4 separate regions of the Mus musculus genome follow, and regions 1, 2 and 4 are each linked to region 3. A link is a contact called in public HiChIP or PLAC-seq, capture Hi-C and promoter capture Hi-C data. All regions are on one chromosome and are shown on one strand. Each heading gives the region's core, a stretch centred on a gene start, on an enhancer-like site or on the middle of the called end of the contact. The rest is flanking DNA. Distances are from core to core; before and after follow the strand shown.

Region 1 (2,700 bases), core at 104-2,603, 660 kb before region 3:
TCATAAAGGAGCAGCAAAATAATACTGGCTACATAAATATCTCCCTGTAATTGACTCTTGTCTGAATCACAGGAAGCCTGCGGACTTTCTCTGCTGAAGGGAAAACTTCAGGAGAAGGAAGAGGAGGTTTGGAGGCGTTTCTGGATACATGTATCAGAAAGCAACTTGTGAGTCTGTCAAATGTGAGGGGAGGATAAGGCCCATTACATTCAGATTCGACAAGAATTTATCAGTGCCCCTGTGAAGAGACACATTCAAAGGTACAATGTCTTATGGAATCCAGCATTCTGTAAATGCATTTAATGGTAAAGTAGAAAGGTCAGGCTTTACAATAACCCTGCTTTCCTGGCATAAAAGTGATCTCCTTATCATTGACCCGCGTCCACCTTATTGATCCTTGGCCACCCAAATGCATGGAGCTGAGCATTTAACAACATTTTACACAATGCAGGTAAGCAGCGCCATCTTTCTCTCTACCTGCCAAGGCTAAGCTGGCTTGGATCTCCCCCTCCCAGCCTCCACTCCCAACACTTTGTTGGACTTTTAGGGGCGTCTTTTCACATCCGTCCGACTGATTCTCATACACTTCGAATAAATTACAGAAAGCTGTACCTTTTGGTGAAACAGTTTTAAAAGCTACAAACCCGCTTTGCCCCGAGGGGTGCGGGTGAGGGCACGTGTCAGAAAGGCTAGCAGCGGCAGTCACCAGATCCTGGGATGCCGGAACAGTTTCCCTAACCTTGACTTTAAGTCCGCTCTCTTTAACCTCTTTGCAAAAGCAGCCCTCAAGCTGAGCTGTCCTTTGAAAGAAAAACGGAACTGCCCAGTTTTTGATCAGTATGAGAAGGGCATCCGCTCTTAGGGGAGCGTGGGGCAACTTCCCCTGCTAAACCGCCCAGGGATTGTAAATGGTCGCGTGTCAGCAGGGCTCCTGTTTGCCTCTGTCACCTAACCTGCTTCTCGCCACACCGGAGAACGGGTGGCAGCACTACAGCATCTTATTCATGGTTTTCCCCCATCCCGGTTGTGTCATGGAAACGTTCACGCAACCTCGAGACAGCGGCCCAGCTCCGCCCAGGGACTGAGGGCTTTTGGGACCCTGCGGGAGCGTGCTGCGCACTCCGGACTCCCCGGGAAACAGCTGGACGCGACCACGTCTCGGGTAGGGGCGGGGGGAGGCGACGCTCCGCCCCGGCGCGGCCCCGCCCTCCCCGCTCGCCGGCGCCCTCCCCTCGCCGGGGGCTGCGAGTTGCGTTTGGTAAAACCCAGCCCTGGAATATATAGATCACTGGAGCGCAATGAAGTAGCTTTTGGCGAGGGAGGGAGGGAGGGGGGCCTGGACAGTCACAGAGGCCAGTGCACGGCGGCGGCGGCACCTTCCTTCTCGCATCCCGGTCGCCCGGCCCGTGAGGAGGCAGCGGCGGCCGCAGGCGCCAGCAGAGGAGGCGGCGGAGCATCGAGCAGAGGCGAGGCGGACCGGCAGGAGCGCGCGGCCGGAGCCACGCATCCTCACACTTGCACACCAACTCCTGCGCCTTTCACCCTCTAGACCAGAGTCGGGGCCTCGGAGAGCCTCGGTGAAGCTAGCGGGAGCCAGCTCCGGAGCCCAGCCAGCTCTGTTCTGAGCCTCCCCGGTGCTGGTACCCCCGCGGCGGGGTCCCCGCTTCTGCGCTCGGGACGCGCCTCCCGGACAGCCGGGTCCCCGCGGCCAGGACAAAGCCATGAAGCCGGCGCTGCTGGAAGTGATGAGGATGAACAGAATTTGCCGGATGGTGCTGGCCACTTGCTTCGGATCCTTTATCTTGGTCATCTTCTATTTCCAAAGTATGTTGCACCCAGGTAGGGGGCGCGTTAGCGTGGTTTTGTTGGATATTTTCTCCTCTCTCGCTCTGCTTTCTGCTTCTTCCAACCTCACCTCTTCCCTTCGGCCTCTTCGGGGCTCTTTACTGCCGGGATCCGCGGGTCACGGAGTTGGGATGGGAAGAGAAGGTGCGCTTCCTCTTCCTCCCATCTCCAGGCTAGAGGTTGAGACTGCAAGGAGAGACAGCGGCGCGTGTTGTTGCCTCCTTTTTCTTTTCTTTTCTTTTCTTTTTTTCTTTGTGTCTTGTCTATTGGCTAGGTGGCATAGAAAGGTAGGGCTTGTTGGAAGCTGCCCGGGTTGATGGGAAGACTACAAAACTCTGTCCGGGTTGCTGCTGAGGGCTGAGGTGAAGCAGGCGCTGGCAGCCGGCTGTTCTGCGCCAGGCAGCGCTGCCTCTTCCTGGTTGGGGACCCCCGGGCGAGTGGTGCACGCCCCGGCTGGGTAGTGAGTCCCTGCAGCCGCCTGGGAAGCCCCAAGCCCAGCTACCACGTGTTCCAAGCTCAGCAGCAGAGCAGGTGTGGGGACAGAGTGGGTAGGTTCCCTGCTCTTCTCTCCATCGGGGGAGATATTTTGCGAAAACACCCCAGGGTCCAGCACGGTGGTGACTTTGCAGCTGTTGCTCCTGGGCCTGGTCTACCATCTCCTGGCCCCAGACCCCCCAGCTAGGAACTCCAGAGCCTTTGGGCTGCACTTTGACCATCAAAGCTCTTGGAGATACTTTGTGCAGTTTCATCCCTTCTTCTTGGGTTCTGAGCATTTAGAGACTTCTGCAGCACAGGAACGAATCCTTCCTCACGTCTTCTCTGGCTTAGGCTAAATACCAAGTCTCCTATCAGGAT
Region 2 (2,796 bases), core at 239-2,738, 740 kb after region 3:
CGTCCTTCGGTTTCCTTCCCTCTGCAAGCTCATCATCAGATCCCTCCCCAGCAGACCCTTCCCCAGCCTTCAGAACTCTGCCTGTCACCACTTCCCCCTCAAAGGCTTTCTGCTCCATCTGGCTAGACAGACCCACCCCTTCCTGTTTAGCACGTCCAGATGGCACAGGGGCATCTGGTCTGCCAAGGGATAAGAAAAGCTCTCTGGAGGAAGACCCCCTAGAGGATAGACAGATAAGGGGGAATGGAAAGGGCATTCCAGACAGAGGGAACCGTGTGTTCCAAGGTCAGGAAGGCAGAGAAAGCTTTGTAGATTTGAGGATTTCAAGGGCAATGCAAAGGAGCCTTTCTGGACCAGATTCACTGAACGGCACTGCCAGGCGCCGTCCCCACCCTGATCAACCTCCTTCACAGCACAAGTGGATCACATACTCTTTTGTTTATTGGTTTCAGCCCCAGCTGAAACCCCAAGTCCACTGCAGGGAGGGGGGCACACCTTATCTTCTTTGCCTTCTTAATATTTGGTGACTAGTTATCACTACTAGTTAAATGACCACCAGACTCAGAGCTCCAAGACAAGAGGGACCTGGCCATCCCTCCCCCATTAAATCCCCCAACACCCGGCACAGGACTAACGACATAGCATTTGACACTTGGTTAAGTATTTTATGATCAAGCCATATGCTCTATACTAGATATTCAGCTCCTGAAAGGATAGAAGAATGACCTCAGGCAGCGCAGGTATGCTGTGATATAAATAACCCCACATATACACACTCGGGTGCACCTGATGGGTAAATGAAGGAGTTAATGCAAGACTACAAAGTTCTCACACTCCAAAGCCCAGAGGTCCATGATGCCAAGCTTCGCCTTGCTAAGCTGCCAAGATTTCTATCTCTTCTTGTCACTGCCATTCAAAGCGACTCTCTTATCCACAGCAGCCATGCCTCCATTGTCACAGGGGCAGTAGATCATCTCCCCTCTGTTCCTCTCTCCTGAGCTCTGAAAGCCCTGCAGATTCCCAGCCCTGCAAGAGGAGGTCAGCTGACCCGGGCGCCTGGCCCTCTTCCGGCAGGCACTTTTACAGGAGCCTTCTCTGGGAATGGTCAGCATTCCATTCTCCCAGAGAGTGGGATGTGAATCTGGCCTGTTTTCATTAATTGCAAATTAATGCTAGGCTGGGTGCTATTTTAGTCCACGCTTCCACAGAGGGTGGAATGCGACCCAAGGCAGCTAGCGCATCGCGCTCATTCCTTCTGCCGTTGGACTGCGTGAATATTTTTAGAAGCCGCACCCTCTTGCCGTGGCCAGATAGATAATTTCCAAAACCAGATGTGCTCATTGCAAATCAGCATAAGGCACAGAAGGGAAGAGCAACCAGTCACATGGCTCACACCAAAACTGCAGCAACATCTAACACATTCCAGCCAGAAGCATCTTTAGAGACTTCCCGCGGGGCCACAGGAGAGGTGGACCCACAATGTGACAGCCACTCCCCCTGCCCTTAGCACGATCGATCTTGCCACTCACATCCGGTTGGTTGGTAGTCCATTTGTACCCACGGTCCCCCTAGGCCAGGCAGCGATGGCCTTTCATTCACACAGAAGGCCAGCTTGTGGCCATGTGTATGACTGCTTCTGTCAGCAACTGTCCTTTCTAAATATGCATCTGCAAAGTGCTGAGTCAGGAAGCGCGGATTCCCATGCAGCCGGAAGGCAAATCAGCACCAGCTGAAACACATTTTTAAAACACTTGGAAGTGGGTGCAAGAGGATGGAGTTTGCCTGGAAGTCAAACATGGGAGTGAGTTTTAATCCTGGCTAGGGGCTCCTTTGCCCACAAATCAATCAGTTATAATGCTTACATGTGCCAGGCACCAGGAGATGCTCTGGAATGAGAAAGACAACAAACTCCTGATCTCAGGCACACCCCTTAGACAGTCCAGGCTGGAAATCGACCCTCAACAAGTTCTTTCAACTAGACTATCAGGTCTTAGTTGACATCTCTGCAGCAACGGAGGAAACAGTAAATAATGACTTGTTAAAAGGACAGATTTGATTATGTGTGAGTGTGCGCACACGCGCGCGCACACACACACACACACACACACACACACACATGCTCACACACGTTCCCACCCTGGGCAATGTCAGGAGCAGAGATTCCTAAGAAAACAGACAAAGAAAAATATAGGACCAAAGTTGACTTTTGTAATTAAGTACTATGTGTGCTACTTGGATACAAAAACAGAGGCTCTCAGGTGGAAAACCTGGTCCCCAGGAGCCCCATGCCCTACAGTCACTTCTCTGTTGCTTTGGGTTTTACAAATGAGCTGTTCTTCCAGGCTGCTGCCCCATTGTCCCCAACACAATTGCTCTCTGAATTCTGGCCATTCTTCTGCTCCATTAGGGAATTCTATGACTCCACAGGAAGCTATGCACCTTATCACTTCTGGGGCTACAGCATGGGACCAAGAGGTCCCACTGTACCACAGAACCCAATCCCCAGGCGAGAGGCTCACATTCCAGACCTTGTATAGTCTACATTTAGTTCCGAGGGCTCCCGGCGACAGGTGGCAGGAAGAATCTGGACAGGGTATCACTGAGATCAACAGATGATATGGAACCCTTAGAAGGCAAGGGTCCAAACTGACAGCAGGCCCGACCACCACCCCATCCCAGAACCACTTGCCCAAGCTTCTGGCTTTCCATGCATTTCCTCCTGCAGGGGCCAGACACTTAGACTTAGGCAAGCTCTTGGGATGGACACAGCTAAGCACCACCTCCTCTGAATGCATT
Region 3 (2,812 bases), core at 145-2,644:
GCCATTCAGAAATGGTGCGCACCCATTAGAGGCCTCAAAACTCCAGACTGTGCGATGTCTGTGTGCCTGGCTCTGCCACCATCACGACTGGTTAGGGAAACGGTCTGTCTTTGACCTTCCGTGTCACCAAGTACAAAGCAAATGGAAAGCCCTATTCACAACCACGGTGGTTATGATTTCCACACGCTTATGTTCAGATCCTAACGACAGGGGAGGAAGGCTGAAATGCTTTCCAACAAAGGCTGGGGTCCAAAGCAAACACCTGACATCCAGAGCTGTATAAGGAAGCCTGCGAAGAATTAGCACAATACATGCCAGTCTGTTTAAAAAGTTGAATCAGTTAAAAAACAAAACAAACAAACAAACAAACAAAACAGGCTGAGCATAACAACACATCTGTAATCCCAGCACCCAAGATGTAAGTTCAAGGCTAGCGTGGTCTACAGGGCAAGTTTTCAGTCCAGTTATGGCTACATAGTAAGACCTTGTATCAAAACAAAACACAACAAAAAACAAAATCCCAAGTAATGGGAATACTAATTATCACAGCTTGCTTACATATCCTTGCTCCTCTACATGGGGACAATCATTCAGAACTGAGCCTAAGACAGGCACACACCGATAGCCCTTTTGATTTATTCTGCAAGGGAGAGATGGGGGAAATGTAGGTAAACTCATCAAACTTCCATCTGGGAGGTACAAGTTACTTTGGGAGCCAAGGAAGAAACCCGAAAGAAGAGGAGAGACTGTGAAGAACAGCTTGAGCCTTTCTAGTTTTTTCAGGACCGGAGATACTAGAGGATGAAGGTATTTATTTAAATAAGCTAGGGATGCCATACCAGGAAAGGGAATAGAAGATCCCTGGGGAAAGTCCTGTGACTTCTGAACTACTGTCACTATGCACTATCTCAAGCTCAAAGGGCTTGATTCACATCTCCACTATATTAATGAAGCCCCATCACCACCACCCTGTGGCACAAATGGGGCAAATGTTGGAATTTTCTCTTCCCTGGGTCGACTTGGCGATGGATCCAGGTTTTCTGTGCTTCCTATTCCGGCCCCTGCATTCATTAGGTCTCGTGGACTCGTTAGTACCAGCAGCGTCTGTGTGGATAGTGCTGTCGCCTTCTTCTGCACGAGACACTGCTTGAAAACCTTGTTACCCTGCTAGGGAGCTACTACTGTGGGACAACGACTGCCCGACCTCCCCGAGCGCCGGTGGGGCACCGCGGCTCCCTCCCAGCCTTCCCGGGGGTACCTGGGGGCTGTCCTGCAGCGCCTCCTCCAGCAGGAGCTTGTCCACGGCGGGCATGGCGCGGCGGCGAGGGAGCGCGGGATGCGAGGAGGGGACACTCGGCGCTCGGGGACTTGAGACTTAGCTCGGAGCCCGCGCCTGCCCACTCTCCGCGGCCCGCCCCTCAGCCCGGCCCCCCGCTGCCGGGATCAACAGGAAGTGTGGCAGGCGCCGGACATGTAGACAGTCCGGGACAGGACACCGGAAGTGTGGCGACCACGCTTCCGTCCGATCCCGGGGCTTCGGGCCCCTCCGGCCAGCGCAGCAGCACCGGGAGGTTCCGGCTGGAGGCTGCCCTCCCCGGTGCTCGAGGCTGCCCTCCCCCGTGCTCATGGCGCATCTCCGGGTGGGACGATAGGCTTTTATCTTCTTGCGGTTCTGCAGATTGCTCTCTCTGTGTGGGAGGAGATAAGAGTGAACAGATTTTGCAGTTGTTCTCTGGCCTCTTTTTGGGGTGTGTGGGGGGGGGGGCGGGGGTAGGGAGTCAGGCTGTCATCTAACTCGCTGTGTAACTGAGGATGATTCTAAATTTCTGATCCTCTTGCCTCCACTTTCAGAGCGTGATGGGATAACAGACTTCGACTACCAAACTGGAGTTTTGTGCAGTGCTGGGGATCAAACCCAGGGCTTCCTTCAAGTTAGGCAAACCCTCTACCAAAGTAGCCACACCCCCAGCCTTGGCGTCTTCTTATTTTATTTTTTAATTTGGGTTAGAAGATGGGCTTGGGTAGAGCAGGAGAGATGGTGTAAAGGACATTGCAGAAGATGTGAGTTTGCTTCTCAGCACCTGGTAGGAGGCTGTGGCATGCACCTTATTTCCCGTAGGGACATGCATGGGCACACTCATGTGCACGTATCTCCCATAGGAAATGCACACACCATTTAAAAATACAACAAGACAAATTATATTTAGTGTGTGAAGTTCAGAAGACAAACTGTGAAAGACTTTTCTCCTTCCAACCATGGGGATTCTGGATATTAAACTCAGGTCTCAGGCTTGGAGATAAGTGCCCTTAACTATTGAACCATCTTACCAGCCTCTGGCCTCTTTTTTTTTTTTTTAAATACCAGGACAGGCCCACACTCAAACAGTTCAGAGCACAGACATTACGTGTGTGTGTGTGTGTGTGTGTGTGTGCGTGCGTGCGTGTGTGTGTGTGTGTGTGTGTGTGTGTGTGTGTGTTTTCCGTGATATTCAGATCACTGCTAAATGATTTGGGGCCATATAATTAGGTCTCATCTTCCTGGTTTTTTAAGGTTTTTCGTTATGGAGAATTTCATAATGAAATTTTCGGGGTTAGAAAGGATAGATTATGTAGTTCTGTGATGTCATTTAAAAGTGAGAAGAAGGGACACTGGAGAATGAGATACTTTACTCAGGACCCTACAGCGTAGGCTGGAGAAAGAAGAAAAGGTTGTGTAGAAGGTCAGAAGTGGAATTTGACGTATATTAAAGGCACGAGTTTCAATGGATTGACACATAAAATCAGTACTATTTGTCCAATGAGGTGTCACCAA
Region 4 (2,700 bases), core at 194-2,693, 730 kb before region 3:
CCAGCCACCTGGATCCTCATTATTAACGTGAGCTCATCTGGGCAATCTAGAGTGATTGTCCATCTCTGTATTCCTGAGTTAGTAATGTCTGCATGTTCGTTACCTTTTATTGCACAAGGCAACATATTCATGTTTCAGGCAGGAATGTGCCCCTCTCTGGGGGGCTTCAGTTGGCCTTTGAATGAAAATGAGGACAGAATCCCTCCGAGGAGTGGTTGGGGAGACGGGTTTTATTGTAGATATGAGAGAGAGCACAGCCAGAGGCAACTGGAAGAGTCTAGACTGAACATGGCCAGAACAGACCGGGCCACGCACAAGAAGGGGGAGTGAGAGAGGGAGGGAGGTAGAGGAGAGAGGGAAGAGAGAGGGAAGAGGAGAGAAGGCAAAGGGACAAAGATAGGTTCCAGAGCCGAGTCAAGAGCAGAACCAAGCAAGCACCGGGTACCCACAGTGACTGAGTTATATAAGAAAGAGAAGCTAGGGTAAGAGAAGGGACTCTCAGGGCTGGAGAGGGTAGGGTAGGGGCAGGGGTGACAGGTAGGTGCTGAGAGGAGCCAGGACGATATAACTGGTACTGGAGAGAATGCTGGGAGAGACTAGAGGCCACAATCTGCTTTGTTAATAGACACCTCAAGAATGCTTTGAGATTGATTGGTTTTATTTTGGATTTGCTTGTTCGGCGACGGCGACATCTGTCCCGGGAGCTGGCCTTGAACTCATGATGTTTATTGCCTCCAGTGCCTGAGTGTTGGGATTACAGGCCTGTGGCACTACATCTAGCTAGATATGGTGTTCTGCACGGTTGCCTTTAGATCTGTTGTCAGAATGTCTGTGTCTTCCTTTCCCGTCCAGTTCAGATGTTGAAATCTTGACCCCCAAGGTTATGATAGGAGGTGCGGCTTTGGGGGAGATAATTGAGCTTAACTAAGGCCACAGAGAGCTTTATAGATGGTGTGACAGTTAGTTCTGATTATCAGCTCCTGAGTGGGGCAAGCCTTCGGCTGTGTGTGAGGGAGAGATTATATGGAGGAGAGAAGATTGACCCTCAGTGTGGGAGGCACCATCCAAGGACTGGAATCCAAGGTTGAAAGAAGAGAGAAAGAGGAGGCAGCCAGCCTTGGACTAGCATTCCCCCACCATCCCACCCTCCTCCCCCATCCCACCCCACTCTCTCCCCCAACCCCCACCCCTACCCCTTTTCACTTCCCAGTCCTGGATGAGCATCCCTCCACCTCCCACTCACTTCCTGAAACACTGAGATGTGAAGAGTCCCCGCTGTGTCCCTGCTGCCATGGTGGTCTTCCCTGCCTTGATGCACCTTCCTAAACAGGGGCCCCAAAGAAATCCTCCCTCTCTTAAGCTGCTCTGCCTGTCACAGCACAGTGCAGCTCCCTAAGTGACCTCAAGAAGTGACTCAGAGAGAGCCTCACCTCCTCCTCTCTGAAGACACCGCCAGAGGCGCTACCAAGGAACCAAAAAATAGGCAGCAAATCTGCCTGTATTGGTTCCAGACTTCCTGTTTGCTGAATATGGACAAATCTTTCTGCGGTTTGTCAGCCATTTAGCCTTTGTAAGAGTCAGAAGTGTTGACTTTGAGCCTAGAATGTACTTACTGAAGGAATGAACCGCTCACGAGTATAGTATGGTAGACATGACCGGGGCTCAGCCATTCCCATTTCTTCCCTCCTCCCTGGGTGGGAGCCCATGAGTGGTGACTGGTTCTGACCAATGACAGTGAGCAGAAACATTGTGGCAAGTTTCTCATGGAATGGATTCAAACAGCTTGGACTGAGAGTCACTGCATGAGGGACAGCTGCCCCAGATTATCAACTGAATCTATCTGCTCTTAAAAACAGGAAGGAACTTGGAAAAGTTTTGACGAAGCTTTTGTGACTGTGGGTGTCCCAAGGAGAAGCAACCTGCTGCTACTGCTGTACTTAAAAATGGCACAGCAATCATAAGATGTGACAAAGATTTACAGAATAACAAGGGAAGAGAAGCCACATATTGTGACTATGTGGATAATATGCAGGTTTATAAAAAATCACTTTTAGGGCCAGGTAGTGATGGCACACACTTTTAATCCCAGCACTCCGGAGAAAGAAGCAGATGGCGCTCTGAGTTTGAGGCCAGCCTGATCTACAGATGGAGTTCTAGGACAGTCAGGGCTACACAGAGAAACCCTGTCTCATAAAGCCAAAAAAAGTTATATTTAGAAAACCATAATTAATAAATAAAGGGTCCCTTTGTAAGGCCGCCTGTACTATGAGCAATTAAAATATATCCCCGAGGCCGCTCCCCAGTGGGATCTGTATTCCACGTCTTCTAAAGAGCATGTGCTTTCTGAACAGCGTTCTGTTGGGCTGCCGTGTCTCAAGGTCTGCATCCTGGAAGGATGCTCTTCTGATCTCCCTCATAGGCCTTCAGCCTTGAGATGAAGGAGATGCTGCACGTGGAGAGAGATAGATGGGCGCCTCAAGATTTGGGCAAGCCAATGGATGCCTCCCCAGGCTCTCTTGGTGAGACATCACCCATCCTAACCGCTTCTTCTATCAGAGACTGGACTTTGGACTGAGCCTCATGCCCCAAACTCCACTCATACCACCCTCTTCCTAAATATCTCCTAGGACATATTTTTATTTAGCCCAGGCTGGCCTTAAACTTTCTATATAGCCAAGGTTAACCACGATCTGACCCTCC

The links. Promoter capture Hi-C pulls out the DNA fragments that hold promoters and counts their contacts. HiChIP or PLAC-seq counts read pairs in DNA pulled down with a chosen protein or histone mark. Capture Hi-C pulls out chosen DNA fragments and counts their contacts.
Region 1: a contact with region 3 is called in a capture Hi-C map of embryonic stem cells, with 2.4 times the contacts expected there. The contact joins the promoter of Chst11 here to the promoter of Appl2 in region 3. A contact is called at or near these places in 3 of 39 promoter capture datasets (embryonic stem cells, pre-B cells and stem cell-derived epiblast-like cells), 3 of 484 Hi-C or Micro-C datasets (the N1E-115 cell line, cerebellum and hematopoietic stem and progenitor cells), 3 of 115 datasets of contacts at active chromatin or transcription factors (bone marrow-derived macrophages, memory CD8 T cells and stem cell-derived neural progenitor cells) and 1 of 9 other capture datasets (embryonic stem cells).
Region 2: a promoter capture Hi-C map of hippocampal neurons shows a contact between it and region 3, with 2.1 times the contacts expected there. The contact joins the enhancer-like site here to the promoter of Appl2 in region 3. A contact is called at or near these places in 1 of 39 promoter capture datasets (hippocampal neurons) and 4 of 115 datasets of contacts at active chromatin or transcription factors (astrocytes, bone marrow-derived macrophages, extraembryonic endoderm stem cells and 1 more).
Region 4: a contact with region 3 is called in an H3K4me3 HiChIP or PLAC-seq map of bone marrow-derived macrophages, with 7 times the contacts expected there. The contact joins the enhancer-like site here to the promoter of Appl2 in region 3. A contact is called at or near these places in 7 of 39 promoter capture datasets (the 3T3-L1 cell line, embryonic stem cells, hippocampal neurons and 3 more), 1 of 15 datasets of contacts at CTCF or cohesin (large pre-B cells), 6 of 484 Hi-C or Micro-C datasets (the Ba/F3 cell line, CD8 T cells, the N1E-115 cell line and 3 more), 6 of 115 datasets of contacts at active chromatin or transcription factors (astrocytes, bone marrow-derived macrophages, embryonic forebrain and 3 more) and 1 of 9 other capture datasets (embryonic stem cells).

The regions. Positions count from the first base shown.
Region 1 is chr10:82,984,144-82,986,843 of GRCm38.p6, forward strand. It overlaps Chst11 (carbohydrate sulfotransferase 11), which reads left to right and starts at 1,354. Exons shown (of 3, transcript NM_021439.2): 1 at 1,354-1,839. The coding sequence starts at 1,722.
Region 2 is chr10:84,387,398-84,390,193 of GRCm38.p6, forward strand. The region is part of intron 4 of Nuak1 (NUAK family, SNF1-like kinase, 1); the gene reads right to left. Among named protein-coding and RNA genes, the nearest start is that of Nuak1, 52 kb to the right of the region's middle. Within about 2 kb of position 1,489, at least 96 of the 459 cell types and tissues checked have an H3K27ac peak or open chromatin away from gene starts, as enhancers often do. A contact at or near this core is called in extraembryonic endoderm stem cells, hippocampal neurons and microglia, where this site is marked.
Region 3 is chr10:83,647,270-83,650,081 of GRCm38.p6, forward strand. Appl2 (adaptor protein, phosphotyrosine interaction, PH domain and leucine zipper containing 2) reads right to left here and starts at 1,395. Exons shown (of 21, transcript NM_145220.2): 1 at 1,259-1,395. The coding sequence starts at 1,312.
Region 4 is chr10:82,912,483-82,915,182 of GRCm38.p6, forward strand. No RefSeq gene overlaps it. Among named protein-coding and RNA genes, the nearest start is that of Gm33781, 21 kb to the right of the region's middle. Within about 2 kb of position 1,444, at least 34 of the 459 cell types and tissues checked have an H3K27ac peak or open chromatin away from gene starts, as enhancers often do. A contact at or near this core is called in the Ba/F3 cell line, CD8 T cells and bone marrow-derived macrophages, where this site is marked.